Regions from separate parts of the Pan troglodytes genome. Here region 2 is linked to region 1. The links are chromatin contacts, called in public HiChIP or PLAC-seq maps. All regions are on one chromosome and are shown on one strand. Each heading gives the region's core, a stretch centred on a gene start, on an enhancer-like site or on the middle of the called end of the contact. The rest is flanking DNA. Distances are from core to core; before and after follow the strand shown. Region 1 holds the start of TRPM3 (transient receptor potential cation channel subfamily M member 3). Region 2 holds the start of CEMIP2 (cell migration inducing hyaluronidase 2).

Evidence for each region. HiChIP or PLAC-seq counts read pairs in DNA pulled down with a chosen protein or histone mark.
Region 2: a contact with region 1 is called in an H3K4me3 HiChIP or PLAC-seq map of stem cell-derived excitatory neurons, with 4 times the contacts expected there. The contact joins the promoter of CEMIP2 here to the promoter of TRPM3 in region 1. A contact is called at or near these places in 1 of 7 Hi-C or Micro-C datasets (stem cell-derived neural progenitor cells) and 1 of 1 datasets of contacts at active chromatin or transcription factors (stem cell-derived excitatory neurons).

Annotation. Positions count from the first base shown.
Region 1 is chr11:61,936,838-61,939,948 of NHGRI_mPanTro3-v2.0_pri, forward strand. TRPM3 (transient receptor potential cation channel subfamily M member 3) reads right to left here and starts at 1,545. Exons shown (of 26, transcript XM_054658878.2): 1 at 1,203-1,545. The coding sequence starts at 1,385.
Region 2 is chr11:62,260,791-62,263,901 of NHGRI_mPanTro3-v2.0_pri, forward strand. CEMIP2 (cell migration inducing hyaluronidase 2) reads right to left here and starts at 1,636. Exons shown (of 24, transcript XM_009456723.5): 1 at 1,535-1,636.

The DNA.
Region 1 (3,111 bases), core at 295-2,794:
GAAAAAACCTGCTCACAAAAAACATTAAGTATTTGAGAAAAATACCTGAAATTTCATAACATTTTTGTAAACAAGCAACCAAAATAAACACACCAAAAATTTCAAATGTTTATATTACATTCTGTGGAAGTAATGTTTAAACATCTTACTTTTCAGGGATTAATTTTTATCCTTCAATGACGACTTCCCAAAAACAGAGCAGGGTAACATTAATCACGCTGTGGGATCAATGCTTATGTACCATTCTCTCTTTTAATTAAATCAAAGTCTCTTCAATATGCAACATCTGCTGTCAAGCCCTTTGGATGTAAAACAAATACACACACACACACACACACACACACACACACACACACGCTGGTATTCTTAATGATGTTTGGGAAGTTAAGAGTGGTGTATCCTCCTTCCCCAGGAGCAACAGGAGGACTTTGCACTCTCTTCTAGAACAGCGTTCTCTCCCTCTGGGATAAAGGAAAACATAATATTCACATACTAAAAATGCAAATGCAGCTAAAGTTTTTTATCAACTGCACTTCTCTACACACATATGATGCCTATATTAATTTCACTGGAGTGCTTTTATTGCACTAATTAGACAGTGAAGAGGAGCTGACACATGGGAAAACTTGTCTGAACGCTGTATATGTTAAGCAGTAGGATTACAAGCACCTGGGATATTCTTGCTATTCTCTGTATGCAAATGACATCCTGCAAACAATTAAACGCTCCCATTAAAATAGTGGGGGTGTGGGATGGAAAGAGCAAGTGCTAAGAGAGTAAAAATATGGCATGCCCTTTCTATTCCGCCCTCATTCAGCGGAGGCCGAGTACCTTCGACATGCTGCACAGACAGACCCTTGGGAACGTACACAGGAGTCACAATACACTCGACAACGTCTCACACGCTCTGTTAACTGCAAAACTCTTATGATCTAACAGCGAGCCCCCTCGCCTCTCGAACATGTTTTCAATTTTTGCAGAGCCGCCAGAGACGTCAGGAGACCCTCCCCTGCTGAAGGGAGGGAAGACGTTCCTTCTCGCCCTTCCTCACAGCCCCCAGCACTCTCTTTCATTAGAAGCGGCGCCACAAGTTCCCTGGCTCTCACCCTTAGGGAGGCAAGTTCAGCACCATGGAAAGGGCTCAAGTCGCGTGCGAAGAGAGAAAAGAAAGCAAAGACTGGGGCTCTCCCCCGGCCACTCACCGGCGTCTGCTGCGACGGGAGTCCCGAGCGTTTGGTGGACCCCTGCTTGGAACTTAACCTTTTCCACGACTCGGCAAACCTGCCCCGGCTGGCGCTCCGGCTGCGTCTGCGGCTCTCCGCGTTGTCCTCGCGGTCGGAGCAGCCCCGCTCCATTTCCGCCGCATCCCTCCACTTCTTCCCCATGAGAAGTTCGCCTCCCTCGGCCGGGAAACAGCCCAGCGCCGAGCGCTCTCGCTGGCTCCTCGCCGCGGGTCTCCCTCCAGCCTGCGCGCGCGGGTCTGCCTCCAGCCTGCGCGCGGCTCTCGGTTGGCGCTGCCTTTGCCTCCGCCGGCTCCTGCCAGAGCCCCGCGCTCCGTTACCGCCGCCGCCACCAGGCTGCGCTTGCGCCCGCGATTGGCTCAACTGTGGGCTGGGGCTGCGAGCGCCACCTGCGCCCGAGCCAGCTTTCTTTTGCGTCCCCAAATTGCTCTCCACCCGGCAGCCGCCGCCTTCTCTGGAGAGTGCAGGGCCCACGCCTGAGGCTGTTGATGCGCCGCAGGGTAGCGCTCCCAGCGGTCACCTCACCCTGCCCAGTACCCCAGACCAGGGGACCCACCTCCCCCCACCCCGAGCTGCGTGTGGAAGCCTAGGTTACCCGCACTGGATGGGTGGAGACTGCAGTTGACTTAGAAAAAGACAGGAAGGGGCAACTTTGTTCTTCCTGCTCCCTTTCTTCCCTTCTCTCTGCAACAACAACTCGCTCCTAAGTATCCTTGGGGAGAGTGGAGCTTCATCCCCTTGTCAGATGCCGCACTTATTTCTTCTCCAGCTTGCTCAGACTAGCCCACTGGGTCTCAGACTTGGCTGCACACTGGAGTTACCTGGATCTTTTTTCTCTTTCTCTTTTTTAAATGGTGATATTCCCCAGAGTCTAATTTAATTGGCCTGGCTGTGGCCTGGGAATCAGGATATTTAAAAGCTCCCAAGGTGATTCTAGCTGCTCCATCCCCATCAGCAATTAAGGGCCTTCAAGGGCCTGTACTGTGGCGGTAAGGCAGAGGAGGATTCTTGGGAAGGGAAGGCTCTTACTTCTCCTTACCTCAACTCATTTCTCTTTCCGGGGTAGGAATGGGGTATTCAGTTTCCCCTCTCACCCTGGGCGGTTAAGCAGCGAGGCGGACATGAGACGGATTCGTGGTGGAGCTCCTGTGTGTTGTGTATTCTGTAACCCCTGCACCTTGTTGTTCTTTCATGTTTTTGCCTTCTGCTCATTAGGACAGCCGGCTGGCCCTTATGAGTTTTGTGTCAGTTATTTTACCAGACTGAGCTGTCCACATGTCCTTGATCAAATGAGAGAGGGCAGTTGGGGGCATCACAAATTAACAAAACCAGAAAACAATGGCTTTACTCACCATTAAAGGGAGTGATGCCTAAAATCTCTCCCGGTTGAAAAGGGCCGTCTGGTTGCTTATCTGTTGCAATGGCAACAGATGTATTTTCATTTCTTTCTGAAATCAAGCATTCTCTGTCCTATTTGAATATTGCCAGATCTTCCCAGGAGGCAAAGGTGAAGAAGGATTAAGAGGGAAGGGGAGAGGGTGAGAAATGCTGTGGGAAAATTGGTGTTGTGGCACTAGCTGTAAAAATCATAATCTGAGTTGCAGTGGTCAGTGTGATTAAGCAGAGGTTCTGAAACTGGCTAGTTTACGGGAATGGAATACAGAGCTCTAAAATCCCACAGCTGTGCCCCTGTGTGTAGTGTTACATGAATATTAATCCTGCCATTTTAAGTAAAAGAGACTCACAGGGCATACATCCTATCTTTTTAAACAACCCTCTGTGTCTAGAAATCACACACCCATATTAAACAAAATGAGACTCTAAACAATGTTTGCAACACACAACGCCATTTAATGAGAAAACCACAGGC
Region 2 (3,111 bases), core at 386-2,885, 320 kb after region 1:
CCAACCCAGGGGAATTGTAAGGAGACAAAGATTACCCCAAACGCACAAGCGCGCGCGCACTGAAGCCCGGACTGCAAAGCACATTCCATCAACCTTTCACTGTAATCGGCTTACTGTGGGGTTTATCCCCTCACCCCATCCCTCTCCAGAAAGTTTAAGGCTGTTCGCACCGACTTTGAAAGGTCCATTGTTCCCTTCCCCGTAAACGTAATGAAAAGAGAGAGTGGAGAGAAAGAAATCAAGACACCGTTCCCGAGGACCCTTTCTTAAGAAGAGAGGACTGACTCCTGGGGAGTCGGGTCAGTCCCAATCCAGAGATGAAACCGGGAAAGGAGGCGCACGGGGGAAGGGCGGGAGGACGTTTTCCTTTTCGGCAGAAATGCCCAACGCCGGAGCCGGCCAGGCCGCCGGGAGCAGAAAAGGTGGGCGAGACCCGGGTCTGCGTCCCCGCAGTGGCCCCCGAGGGCAGCAAACGAGGTGGAGCCGGGTGGGGGGGCGGGTGACCGAGTCGCTTCTTACCTTCCCCTACCCCGCTTAGCGTCCGTTAACTCAGGTGCCTACACAGCGGTCCAGGGAGACGGAGAGGAGTCCCTGGCGTCCTCGGGTCCAGATCTCCTCTCCATGGCCAGGAAGCCACTCGATTGCCGGCGCCCGCAGCTGCCGCTCGTACTCAACTGGCAGCCGCAGCCTCTGCCTGGAGGTGAAATACTCTCCTCCCGAGAGTGACGCGCACTTCCCTCCGCCTCCGCCTCCTCCTCCTCCTCCTCCTCCTCCTCCTCCTCCTGCCCCGAGCCTCGGGGGCAGGGGCCTCGGCTCGCTCTCTCCCGGAGCCGCCGCTCGGCTTTCTCCGTTCCTTCCCCTCCGGGAGAAAGAGGAGGAGAATCGTGGCCCGGGCGGCGCGGGCCTGAGCGTCCCCGCGACAACAGGGGAGGAGGCGGCGGCGCGGGGCAGAGTGAGGTCCCAGGAGTCGCTCTTGTCCCTGGTCGGCGGGCGCCGCGGCTTGCTAGGGTCGCGCTCAGCCTCCGCCGGCCAGACAAGCAGCCCGGCTCGGCTGGGCCGGGAACTGTAGATTGGGCGGGCGGTGGAGAGCGAGGGAGGCGGAGGGAGAGGAGGAGCCTGCCATCAGAGGAGGCGGTGGCCCCGCCGGGCCCCTCCCGCCGGCCCCGCTCCCCGCGAGCTGCGAAAGCGGAGGCTCAGCGCCACTAGCTGCCGCGCGCTGGAACAGCGCCCGAGCGCACTGCCGGCGGGGCAGAGCCCCAGCCAGCGCCCCCCGCTGCGGCTGCAGGCTCCTACCCTTCCTGGGCGCGCACACCCGCCTGGCCGAACCGGAGCCTGTGCCTCCAGCACCCCCAGATAAGGCTGGTACTGCGCCTCTCACTCCCTGGCTGAGCCTGACACTGCGCCCCCAAAGTCCCCTGGCTGAGCGTGACTGCACCCCATCAACCCTCGGCTGCGTCAGACTTTGAGCCCCATCACCCGTAAAGAGATTTCCACACTCCCACAAATGTTCTGAGCGTCCAGTCATAGCCCCCACCTGGCCAGGCGCGAGCTCCAGGTTCTCAGCGCTGTCAGAAGAACCAGCCTGCTCTGGGACACAGGGCAGCTCTTCTGGTCCCTTGGAGCAACCCCAGCATCCCGCTCGCAGGCCGGAATAAATATACTTAGGTCTTCCCACGCCCCCTACCTGCGCCACTCTGGAGTGGCGGCCGCTTGCAGAGGTGGCGCCGAAAGCCACGCCCCGGCCCACCCCAGTGCCAAAACGCCGCTCTGAGGACACCGGCACCGGCCCTGAAGCAGCCCTGCCGCCGCCACCCTGCCCCCTCGCTGGAGCTGCTCTCACAGCCTTGGCTCTGGGTGAGGGCGCGGCCCGGGCTGGATCACTCAGACCCACGAGGTCCCAAGCTAGTGACAGCGGCAGGACTGCCAAATCCGGGCCGTCGTCATCCTCGATTTAATTGGAATTGGAAGTTTTCCCTCCAGGAAACTCTTTCAGTGAATAATATACAGGTAGGATAGTTTAGTTTTCAGGGTTGTTCATTCCTCCTCCCTCAACAAACTCAGTCATGTAACCGCGACACACCCGGCAGTGAAGGGGAATCCCCTATTTCAAGGGTATTAGTTCAGGGCTTTGTATAAGAAATTACTGTTTCCAAATCTTGGCTGATGATAAGAATCCCCTGGGGCACTTAGAAAAAATTGGATTGCCAGACATCGCCCAATCTACTGAATCAGAGGTATCTGGAATATGTAAGTTTGGGAAACAGGGCTAGAATGCATCCTCTAATTAAAGCCTTGGAAAGATGCCTCCAAAACAGCAGCGCGATCTAGTGCTGAGATCTTACAGAAACTTCACCCAGCTGCCTTTGGGAGCCGCTGTCCCTTCTGGGAGAGGCAGGGAGGAAAGGCTTTTAAAATAAGGAAGATAGTTTTGAATAACAAGATGGAAGGGACAAAAGACTGTTTTCATGGTCCAAAGGTGTTTTGGATTGTGCTTAATAAAGATAGAAACTGTGTTATCCCGTGTGCTAGGCTGAAAAATGTTCCCTCCCCAGAAATAACAGGTTCTAAGTCCTGGAACTTGTGCATATTACCTTACATAGACAGAAGCAGAGCCTTCACATGTGTGATTCAATTAAGGGTCTTCTTGAGTTGGGGAGATTATTCTGGATGATCAAGATGGGTCCTAACTGCAGTCACATGTACTTTCATAAGGGGAAAGGGGGTGGTTAGCACACACAGAGGAGGGCTGGCCACTGTGGAGGCAGAGATTGAAGTGATGCCTCCACAAGTCAAGGAATGCCAGCACAGAGGCAAGGATTCTCCCCTAGAACCTCTGAAGTGAGCAAGATCCTGCTGACACCTTGATTTTGGCCCAGTGAACCTGAGCACGGTCTTCTGCTTCCAGAAGTGTGAAAGAATAAACTTCAGTTGTAAGCTACACCGAGTTTGGGTGATATGTTGCAGCATAGGAGGCCTGTGCTGGGCCAACTTTATATTACAAATATCCATTTTTTGAATCCTTATTAAGTGCCAGGCACTTTGCTTGGAGTTAGGATATGTTATGGGATATGTTGTCTAATTAAATCCTCCCACTAATTATTATTTCCGTTT